2 separate regions of the Drosophila melanogaster genome follow, and region 2 is linked to region 1. The links are chromatin contacts, called in public HiChIP or PLAC-seq maps. All regions are on one chromosome and are shown on one strand. The core of a region is the stretch at or near the end of the contact, and the rest is flanking DNA. Distances in the headings are between cores, read along the strand shown. Region 1 holds the start of pico (pico,). Region 2 holds the start of Abcd3 (ATP binding cassette subfamily D member 3).

Region 1 (4,756 bases), core at 626-3,125:
GAAGTCGATGAAGTCCGTGATGAGCAGATGGACGCGGCGGTAGAAGAACTGCGTGCTGTCAGCACAAATGATGATTAGCTTGCGAATCGGCAATTGACACTTCAGTTGTCAGTACTCACCTATAGACCAGATCCTTCTCGAGCAGCAAGCTGTGGAAGAAGACGAATACCTGCGCTCCCAGTGCCTCGTCGATGAGCATCTCATCGCGATTGATGATCGAGATGGCGGTGGCCTGAAGCTGCAAAGGTGCATGCCGCAGGCTGGCCAGCGTTAGTCCGAAGCTGTAGGCAATGATGGCATTCAGGCGCGGTGCTTGCCAGCTGCTCTGCGCGTACAGCTCCTCCAGGAAGCACTCGGCGAACTCGCGATCGCTGAAGATCGGAAGTCGGGTTGTGTGCTCATTGGGTTCCTCGGTGACCAGCAGCATGGAGGTATCGTACGCATACAGCAGAGCCATCAGCATGATCAGGGTCACGTCGTCCATGTTGCCGCCCGCGTCGTGGTTCTTTCGGTTGGCCAATTGGTGCATCAGCCGAATGGCAATGTGTCGCGGCAGGCCGCGTTGTGCCGACCAATTGAACAGGGCCATTGCCAATGCCTGTTGAATGTCCTCGTATAGGCCGAGCACCTGGTTCTGATGCTTCTTGGAGCCAAACGCGCGGTTTGTGGTCAGCATAGCGCACTGCGAACGTTGGACAACAAATGAATAACAATTTGCGAAGGAAGATATGCAATTTCAGAGAATTTCAGAAACAGGCGCATACAAACCCACCTCCTTGTCGACATCCATCTCCTCGAGCAGCTGCAGCAGGCGTCCCAGTATCCCAGAGCCGTCGACAAGGCTCTCGGCATAGTTAGTGACCAGACCGGTGATCTGCGTGCGTAGAACGATAATCAGGGTCAGTGAATCTCTCTTTCAGCGGCACTGCGATGCCTGCGATGTCGAAATCTCGAAACTTACCTCCTTGGGCAGTTCGGTGTTCCACGAGACGCCGCTAACCACCTGGAACATGTCGCGAAGCGTGCAGCTGATGGCCTTTCGTCCATCGTAGTAGAGCAGCACCGCGACAAGGCCTCTGGACAGGCCGGGATGATGCTTCTGCTGGCGCTGTGCGGTGCACAGCAGCTCCACGGCGAAACCCTCGTCCAGATCGAACATGTCGGACAGAATGACCGCCTCGTCGGCCAGGTCCTGTGACATCTTTGTCTTTCGCGAATGCCCCTGCATCGGGACGCCTTCGTTGAGGGCATTTCGTAGGAGATTGCGGCTCTTCTCGCTTCTCGGCTGCCGACATTTTCAATAATGGATTATCAATAATTAGTTAAATCTACGGATCTGCAAGCGCTTGTTTTGCTATACCCACCGGATTGCGCAGCAAGTTGCTGAAGTTGTGCTTGTACTTCTTGAGGCACTGCTCCAGATCCGAGGTGAAGCCACTGCGATTGGACACCGCGGTCTGAAAAGTGTTGTACAAATGCTTGTACGGCGTCCACATGTCCTCGATTACAGCTGTGGACGCATGGGTGGCATTAGTGATTTGGCGACCCACGCACATCTGCTCGTTGGCCAGGCACTCACCATCCATTTCACTTGGTTTTGCGGTTCGCTCAGTTCACGCAGTTCTTGCTGATTCGCAGTTATTGACTATAAAACGCGGCAAGATTGCTTCGCTTTGCGACAAGGCGCCGGTTACCAGGGCTGGGTGCTGCAAATACTGGAAAACACAGATGTTCACCACCGTACGAACTCACCACGCTCGTACGCGCTTCGGTGCTTGTGCCCGCTAACTGCGGTTGCTGCGCTGGCTAAACGGTTGATTCGAACCAAGTCAATCGGAAAATCGATGCTTATCGAACGATAATCGAGGCGCTGCATCGGTGCGTTGTCGCACCACTAACTAACACAACTTCAGTGCGGCGCGGGCGGGGCGTTTTCGTGAAAATCTACGCACGGACTTTTCGTAGTTACCCGATAGTAGCATCCATTTGTTTTGTTCCGATTCGCGTTTTTTTTTTTTTCTGTTCTCCGCCACTTGATTTGGCCAGCGAACGCACTGCCCAAGTGGTGTCCTGTTCGCATTGTGAGTGAATCACCGATGGCCGCGGGCAGGCTGAACTGCACCATAGTGGGATGCTGGTTCTGGCTGTCGATGCAAGTGGATGTGGAAGTGGATGTAGAAGTGTAAATGCAAATGCAATCGGCGCAGTTCGGCTGCAATAAATGCCAAAAGGGATACTAACTGCCAAAGCCAGTGCAATTGGAAGGAAAATTCAAATTTCATTGGGAATTATTCGAATTGGAATTGAATTTGTAACTGGAGTTGGAGTTCAGAGTACTTGGTACTGGGTGTGCGAGAGCGACAGAGAGGAAGAGAGGCAGTGCAAGTGTGTGGGGGTAGCAGTCACACAGGCACACACGAACATACTCACAACTCCAGTGCATAAAACTCCAAACTGCGTTCGCCTCTCTCTTTTCGTTTCGCTTGCTCTCTCCCCTACGTTCGCCCACGCAACGCCTGGCGAGCGAGAGAGAGAGCGGTATAGAAGAGCAAGGGAGCCAGAGCGAGAGAGCAAGGAAGTGGTTTTTCCACCGAAAATATGGACAAAGGCAAACTGCAGAGTTAGCTGAAAATAAAAAAAAATAAAAAAAAGGAACAAGACACAAACAGTGACTGAAATAGCGGTTAACAGCGCTCCCTTACGGCGAATCGTTGAAATTCAAGACGGAGAGCTATCGCATTTCTTCAATTATGTCTGTTTCGCTTTTCATTCCGCTGCAGTAAGCGATCGCGCGAAGGAGCAGCAATACAGAGAGCGAGATTTGGAGAGAGAGAGAGAGAGATAGAGAGTGCGCTCCCAATTGACGACTCCACTCCACTCCCACACACACTTAACCCCGCCCCCTCGCACCCGTAATTACTATGGATTGTGGTGGTATTGCGGCACATCAGCAACAACAACTACAACAGCAACAACTGCACTTACTCCAGCAACAGCTACAACAACAACACCACCAGCAGCAGCGGCAACAACAACAGCACAGCCTCGAGGAAGCAGCAACAATAACAAATGTAAGTATCTCCCAAGTTTCTCCAAATGTGTGTGTGCGTTTGTGTTGCTCGACCATTTCCTCTGTACTTCATAATTCGCTCCCACACACAAAAAAAAAAGAAGTCATAGGACAGAGTACACAGGAAGAAACTGAACTATACCTTTAAAGTACAGCTTCTTCAAATTATAGTAAGAACGGTGCAAATGGTAGACTCACATATGGTTGGTAATTGTATTAACTATAATTCTCTATTAGTGTTTTTTTTTTCGAGTGTATTCAGTATACTTTACTCCTTGGCTATGAAAATAACCTAGTTATGCAGTGCTAGGTGATCAAAAGACTTCAAATTCGGTACTCCAAAGTTGAGACTGCCCAACTAGTATCATGGATATAGTTTCCTATAGTTTGATAATATAGAAACTTAAAACTTTACCACTCCCCCCATTCGATGGGTCAAAGGAGAATTAATAAAAGCAAACGCAGAGAGCGGAATGATTAATCTTTGGACCAGCTGCTGGGGCAAAAACGACCACAAAAAGTGCTCAATGCTTTCAAGTCCAACAGAATGCCGACCCATTAATTGGTGTACTAACTTTTTCGCTCTCTCTTGCGCCTCTTTCTCCGTTCTTGCCCCATTACTTTCACCGTGCATAAACGCTGAAAAGAGTTCCCGATCGTTGTGGTTCTGTTTTTCGTTTTTCGCCTCTGAGGTTCTCGATTTGTTTATGCGCGGGCGGCGGAAGAAAACCCGATTCCACACGAAAAAAGTCAAAGGCGATGTGCGATACCATGCGGCAACAGCAACAAACGCGATGTTGTTGCTGCCCCTTTGTTTTGCCGCAACAGCGGGCGTCGCCCCGCTCCCCTAAGCCACTTCACTTCCCAGCAGTTTGTGGCACAACCCCAACCAGGAAGGTCGATTAGTTTCTGGATCAGAATGGTAACAAACAGTTAAAACAAAGGCTCCATTTGGACGAGATAATAATCAGATCCAACAAAAACATTTTGTTTATAAGTGAACTATATATTTAAACAATGTTTGAACATCGCTTGGCTGGTCTCAATAGATGTAATTTCAGTTGAAGTATATCTTACATATATTAGAGATACATTTGGTACAAAGGAAATTAACCTTTAAAATTGTTATTTTTAAAAATGGTTTAACAATTGGAATTCCCTTAAGTCCAAATGTTTAAAATAATAGTTATCCACAGTCCTCCAGTTTTATATATATATATATACTTTATATCTTTGCAAGTAAGCCCTGTTTGTTGTCAGTCGCGGTTTTGTTCACTGCACACAAACATTTTGTATCTATGTAAATAAATACATACATACACATACATATAGTTTAGAGTGAACTGTCAGGATGCCAGGACGTGACTGCGTGCAGCTCAAGGACGAGGACATGGGAATTGGCCTCCCGGTGCGTGTCAAATTTGCCTAATTGCGCGCAGAGGTCAGCAAATTCTGAAAAACTGCGCTGCCCATTTGACCATTTCTACTTGGCCAGCACGCACATTTTTCATTTCCCAAAAGCAAATATTACACCTCAGCATAAAAGGTTGAGTAAGCAGTTTGCTTGACAGCAGGACAATCTGTTAGTTGGCATTTTTGGATTGTTTCAAACTAGTGAGTTTATACAAAACTCATTGAAAAATGTTGCAAAAATACTTGACAACTTTTTTCACTCCAATTCCATAT
Region 2 (4,756 bases), core at 1,444-3,943, 100 kb after region 1:
CAAAGTGTTTGGACCTTTGGACTAATGAGCTTGGGTGTGTTGTCCAATTGTCCAAACCCTTGATAGATTGCAAAGACATTATTGGCGGTGCTACGAGCTAGCATAACCGTACCATATCAGTTAACAATTCTAGGGCCTGTCCTTGATATGAGGCTATAAAAAAAACACCGATAAAAAAGCGCCTTGAAAGTTGTGCAAGAGGCGTTGCTACTCGGAAACTCGTTGACACATTCGAAAAGTCCCTTTTAAACTTTCAACGTTCTTAATCATTCAGCGATTAGCTCTTGGACTTGAAAGTGAATCATAGAATGAATGAAATTAAATGAAATTATATGAAATGAACCACAAAATTCAACCACTGATTCATATGAAAGCATAATCGAAGTGGAGCTCCACTTGCGAAGCCCATTTGGTTGGTTGGACTGTGGAGTGTCCAGTCACTGCATCCATTGAACCGACTGCACCATCCACTGTGCAAAATTCGAACAATGGAATGGTGCATAAATTTAGCGGCCATCCACAAGTGGCGGCTACCTCGCTCGCAAAAGTTGCATAAAAAAGTAAACAGCGCATTAAAATGCTCGATTTCGATCGCCTGCCAAAGTGCAGTGCACTTCAGAGAAGTTGCTGAAAGTGATGGCCACCGGTTGGGTATCCAACATCGGAGTGCTCGGCATACTCCGAGTACTCGGAGTAATGTTAGCAATTAACGAGTGGCACATGCAGCCACGGCAGATCCCCCACAATCCCATGCGGATGGCTGGCTGGCTGGCTGGCTGGCAATGCAATCACCCACCCACTCCACTTGTCCGCCGCAATCTGTCTAATTAATTGGCTCTGTCATGCAAATAGTCGATTGCGCCCGCTTTACCCGTTCAGTTTATTCAATAAGATGAAATCGACTGATAGCGGTCAATTGCGCGCCGAACCCCGCACACATCGAATATGACCAAATATTGAGCGCGTTAACAACAGCATAATCGGCACGAGTGGCGATAGTGGAATGGGGCATATAGATGAAGTGCTGTAGACTGGCGCGTTGCCGATTAGATTAGCGGCAAAGACCAAGTCCATTCAAACACCGAAACGTGGCCCTTAACCGGGGAATCAAGTCCGCATCGCAGGTGCTCGATGGGGAAATCCTTGAAGCGATACCGCAATGAAGCAGGCCGCCAAGAAGTGGCTATTCGGGTCATAATAGTCGAGGGCGCCGAGAAGGCTTTCCTAATCGAGTTTGCTGTTTGGCCGGAAATGTAGTGCCTATCTGAGTCTACCTTCTGCTAAGTACGCGGAATTCCTCCATTCCTCCCAGACAATATATACATTCAGACCTATCCTAGATATCAGTATATCTACATAATAGGGATAGACTGCAAACAGATCCAGCTACTTTGGTTCACATCTACTTAAATGAATCGATGATCTGTTGACTTTTTTTTTGTATTGGGACTGCACTTAAAAATATCTTTTTGAGAATCTTCAAAACGTAAGCTGGTGGTCGCCAAACTTATTATAAGATTATGGCAATGGGTAACACAATTGAAAAGAACAGTATTTGGAGCTGCAAACGAACTGTCCGGCCCACTGTGCGCGGCTGCTGGACGAATCAATTGAAACCGGACTACAATGAGGGGGAAGTGCATACAGTGTGGCAGAAACGGCCATCGGAAAACCAGTTTTTGCAGTCCGCCAGATGACCCACAATAGTGGCATCGCATCGTATGTCCCGCAAACAAATCTGTTTGTACATAAATACACAGCGATCCAAAACTCAAGTCAATATCACGGACACATCGATGGCCAAGACCGAGACCTTGTGCAATAAGATGTTCGTAGAATATTGCATATTGCACAGGCAACATAAATAACATGGTTGAGCCACAATTATCCGTAATTAAGATCAAGGGGGGGCTTACCGCTTCTTGTTGGACATCTTTCCGTAGGCAATTATCCAGAGGGCCGCCGTCATGCCCGCCACGCCGACGATGGCGCTCTGGTTGTTGGCCAATTTGCTTAGAGCCGGGGCCATTCTGCTATTGCGATGTGGCTACGGATCTCGTTTGGCTTCAAATTGGGCACCTTGTGAATTTTACAATTCGCAATTTCGCGTTCGCACTTCAGTGTTCGATTAACCGCACGTGGGGGGAGGGGGTTTGCACAAGGAAAAAATTAAAAAAAAAAAATTATAATAAATAGTAAGTATGAAAGGGGAACAGACACTATTGTTTATTGCACGGATTTCAATATTTTAATCGGCTGTTTGATGACGACACAACACACAGACATGCACACACACACAGATGGTGGATAGCAGGATGTAAACACCTGGTTGTCGAACAGCCCTGTCTTAGCTTCGTCCTCTCTCGCTCGCACCCTCTCTCTCTTTCAGGGCAACTGCTTCTTCTTCTTCCTGTACTACAACTGGTGGTGGTGATGGTGCTGCTGCTTCTTCCTCCGCTGCTAGTGGCGCTCCTTTTCTGGCCAAAGGGGGTGGGCAAAGTGATTGTCACACACGGCGGGCGCTTTTATTTATTCAATTTGAGCCAGGCGCATTTCTTTGTTTGGTAATTACACTCTACTCAGCTCGACCAAATCGAGAAATCTGACGAAGTGATACGTGCGACGCGCAAAAGCCAGCAGGCAACTAACTGTAGTGCGATGTGCGCTAGTGTTGGCTACCACGACAATGTGCGGGCAGCGGCGCTGCGGGGGCAGCTATTTCGCCGCCAAATCTGGCTATTTCTGAACGAAGAGCTATCGAACAAGTTATCACCGATAATTATGAATCGAAAATATCGTTCATCTAAATTTGAGGTATTAAATATTTTAAATTAGCCAAATTTAAATTTCCCCGCTTAAACTACCTAAACTATTGCTGAGCAATCATGTTATATAAGTAAATCATATAATGGCTTACTCTTACGAAAATTCCACTAATTTTTATATCTCTTATGTTAAGCATATTAAAATGTTAAATGAATAAAATGTTAATGTTTCGTTGATTGCAAAAAAAAATTAAGTTAAATATTAAAAAATATAACCAGAGCAGACAAATTTTAAGACCTTTAGTCCTTTAGGTATTATAGAAAGGAAATCTAAAAACTATATAAGTATCAGCCAAATCCCCTAATTTCGAACCAACTAAGCATTGTATTCCAACTCCGCTTTAGATCTTTCCACTCCCATCTTATCGAAGTGGAAAGCATTTGCCTTCCCCATTCTAATCTAATAAACGCCAGTCGGCAGATTAGAGATTGCGATATCTGCAGGGCCAGTGAGAAGGCATAATACGGGTCCTCAACATAATGTGTATATTCTAATGGAGTTCATAGCCAGCAAATCATTTAACAATGGACCTTCGATGTGTCGCTCTATTACAACATAACTCAATTTAATGTCACGCTGACGCAGGTTCCGACTGGTGGGCATGGCCTCTGGCCAGAAACAGGGCACAGTTTCGGGTTGGCGGCGGTACACCGCCGAGCAGGAGTCCCGTGTTCCGTGGTTGTAGTTGTGGGCCAGCCGAGCAAAATGTGGGACAAAGTCTGGTCAACATGGCAACCTGCAACGGGCGGGAGACGGGGCTTCTCGGCGCTGGTTAGCTGCGGCGCCTAGTCGCAGGAGCCGTCTAGCCAGCCGTCGCGCCACCTCTCGTTCACCTTGGTGCAATCGAAGAGCGGTTTGCCCAGTTTGTCGTTCACTCGGTTGTGGAACTTGCACAGCCACAGTGCTAGCTCCTTTTGGGAGTTCACATTGATGGGGTTGACGTCCAGGCTGCAACAGAGGTCCAGCTAAAGTGTCAGCGTTTTCAAATGGATTGAAGATGCACTTACTCGGTGCGAAAGTCCTTGGCGCAAAACTCGCAGGGGTAAAGGCGCGACAGAACCTCAAAAAAGGTCTTCATGTCGCGCTTCTCGGTGTCCGTGGGGTTGTCCGAGTAAAAGGCGGCCATGGTGTGGAGCAGTCCCCAGGTGGAAATTCCCAGCCTCACCTTGTCCAGCGGGCAGTCGTCGCGGGGCAGCGGATCTTCGGCGGCGTTGACGGTCAGCTTTTCGGCGGCGGCCATGTGCTTCACCTGGAGGAGTATGAAAGTGGGAGATTCTTGTGTTATCGTCCTGCTTGCGAAGGCGAAGTGGCCAACGCGATCACGTCACCTTGGCGCTCTGCACGTTGGAGATGAGGCGTTGCTGCTTGGACCACGACTTGAAATCGTTGCAGGTGCGGCAGTTCGAGTCCTGTTTGCCGGCGCCGCTGGCACCGGCCTTGCGGTTCGCTGCGAATGGGGACTCGTGGTGCTCCTTATCCATCTCGGGATTCGCCTCGGCAGACATGATGAAGTCCGGGTCACGGATCAGGCGGAGAACGGTGCGCTGCAGACGGCGAATTACCAGGCGAGTTGCTTCCCGGCTGAGTTCGATGTGCGTGGGGCTGATGTAGTCGTAGCCGTAGTTGTGGGACTGGCGGCGCAGCAGAAGCGTTGGTGTGGTGGGTAGTTCTAGAATCTTGAAACTTCGCTCGGCTATTGTGAAAATCATAAAAAGCATGCGCATGGTTGCCACCTTGTTTCGAAACGAAACACATAACATTAGGACATATCTGGCTAAGCGGCTTAGTTAAGCGGCTGCAATCAACGCAAGTTACTAAATACTGGCTTTTAGATTCATGGCCAACATCTGGCCAAGGACCAAAATCCGGTCAGCAAAGTAACATTTTCAAATTATACCGGCCAGCAATCGAAAATCGATGCGAAATCGTT

Evidence for each region. HiChIP or PLAC-seq counts read pairs in DNA pulled down with a chosen protein or histone mark.
Region 2: a contact with region 1 is called in a POLR2A S2P HiChIP or PLAC-seq map of the Kc167 cell line, with 4 times the contacts expected there. The contact joins the promoter of Abcd3 here to the promoter of pico in region 1. A contact is called at or near these places in 16 of 107 Hi-C or Micro-C datasets (the D17-c3 cell line, the Kc167 cell line, the OSC cell line and 5 more) and 3 of 6 datasets of contacts at active chromatin or transcription factors (all in the Kc167 cell line).

What each region holds. Positions count from the first base shown.
Region 1 is chrX:19,849,178-19,853,933 of dm6, reverse strand. pico (pico,) reads left to right here and starts at 1,875. Exons shown (of 4, transcript NM_134519.3): 1 at 1,875-3,071. The coding sequence starts at 2,922. It overlaps Nup205 (Nucleoporin 205kD), which reads right to left and starts at 1,720. Exons shown (of 10, transcript NM_167687.3): 1 at 1,365-1,720; 2 at 962-1,285; 3 at 773-874; 4 at 120-682; 5 at 1-55. The coding sequence starts at 1,586.
Region 2 is chrX:19,748,707-19,753,462 of dm6, reverse strand. Abcd3 (ATP binding cassette subfamily D member 3) reads right to left here and starts at 2,693. Exons shown (of 9, transcript NM_134510.2): 1 at 2,326-2,693; 2 at 1,917-2,115. The coding sequence starts at 2,029. It overlaps Alr (Augmenter of liver regeneration), which reads right to left. Exons shown (of 4, transcript NM_001272802.2): 2 at 4,155-4,559; 3 at 3,834-4,075; 4 at 3,296-3,774. The coding sequence starts at 4,550. The coding sequence ends at 3,612.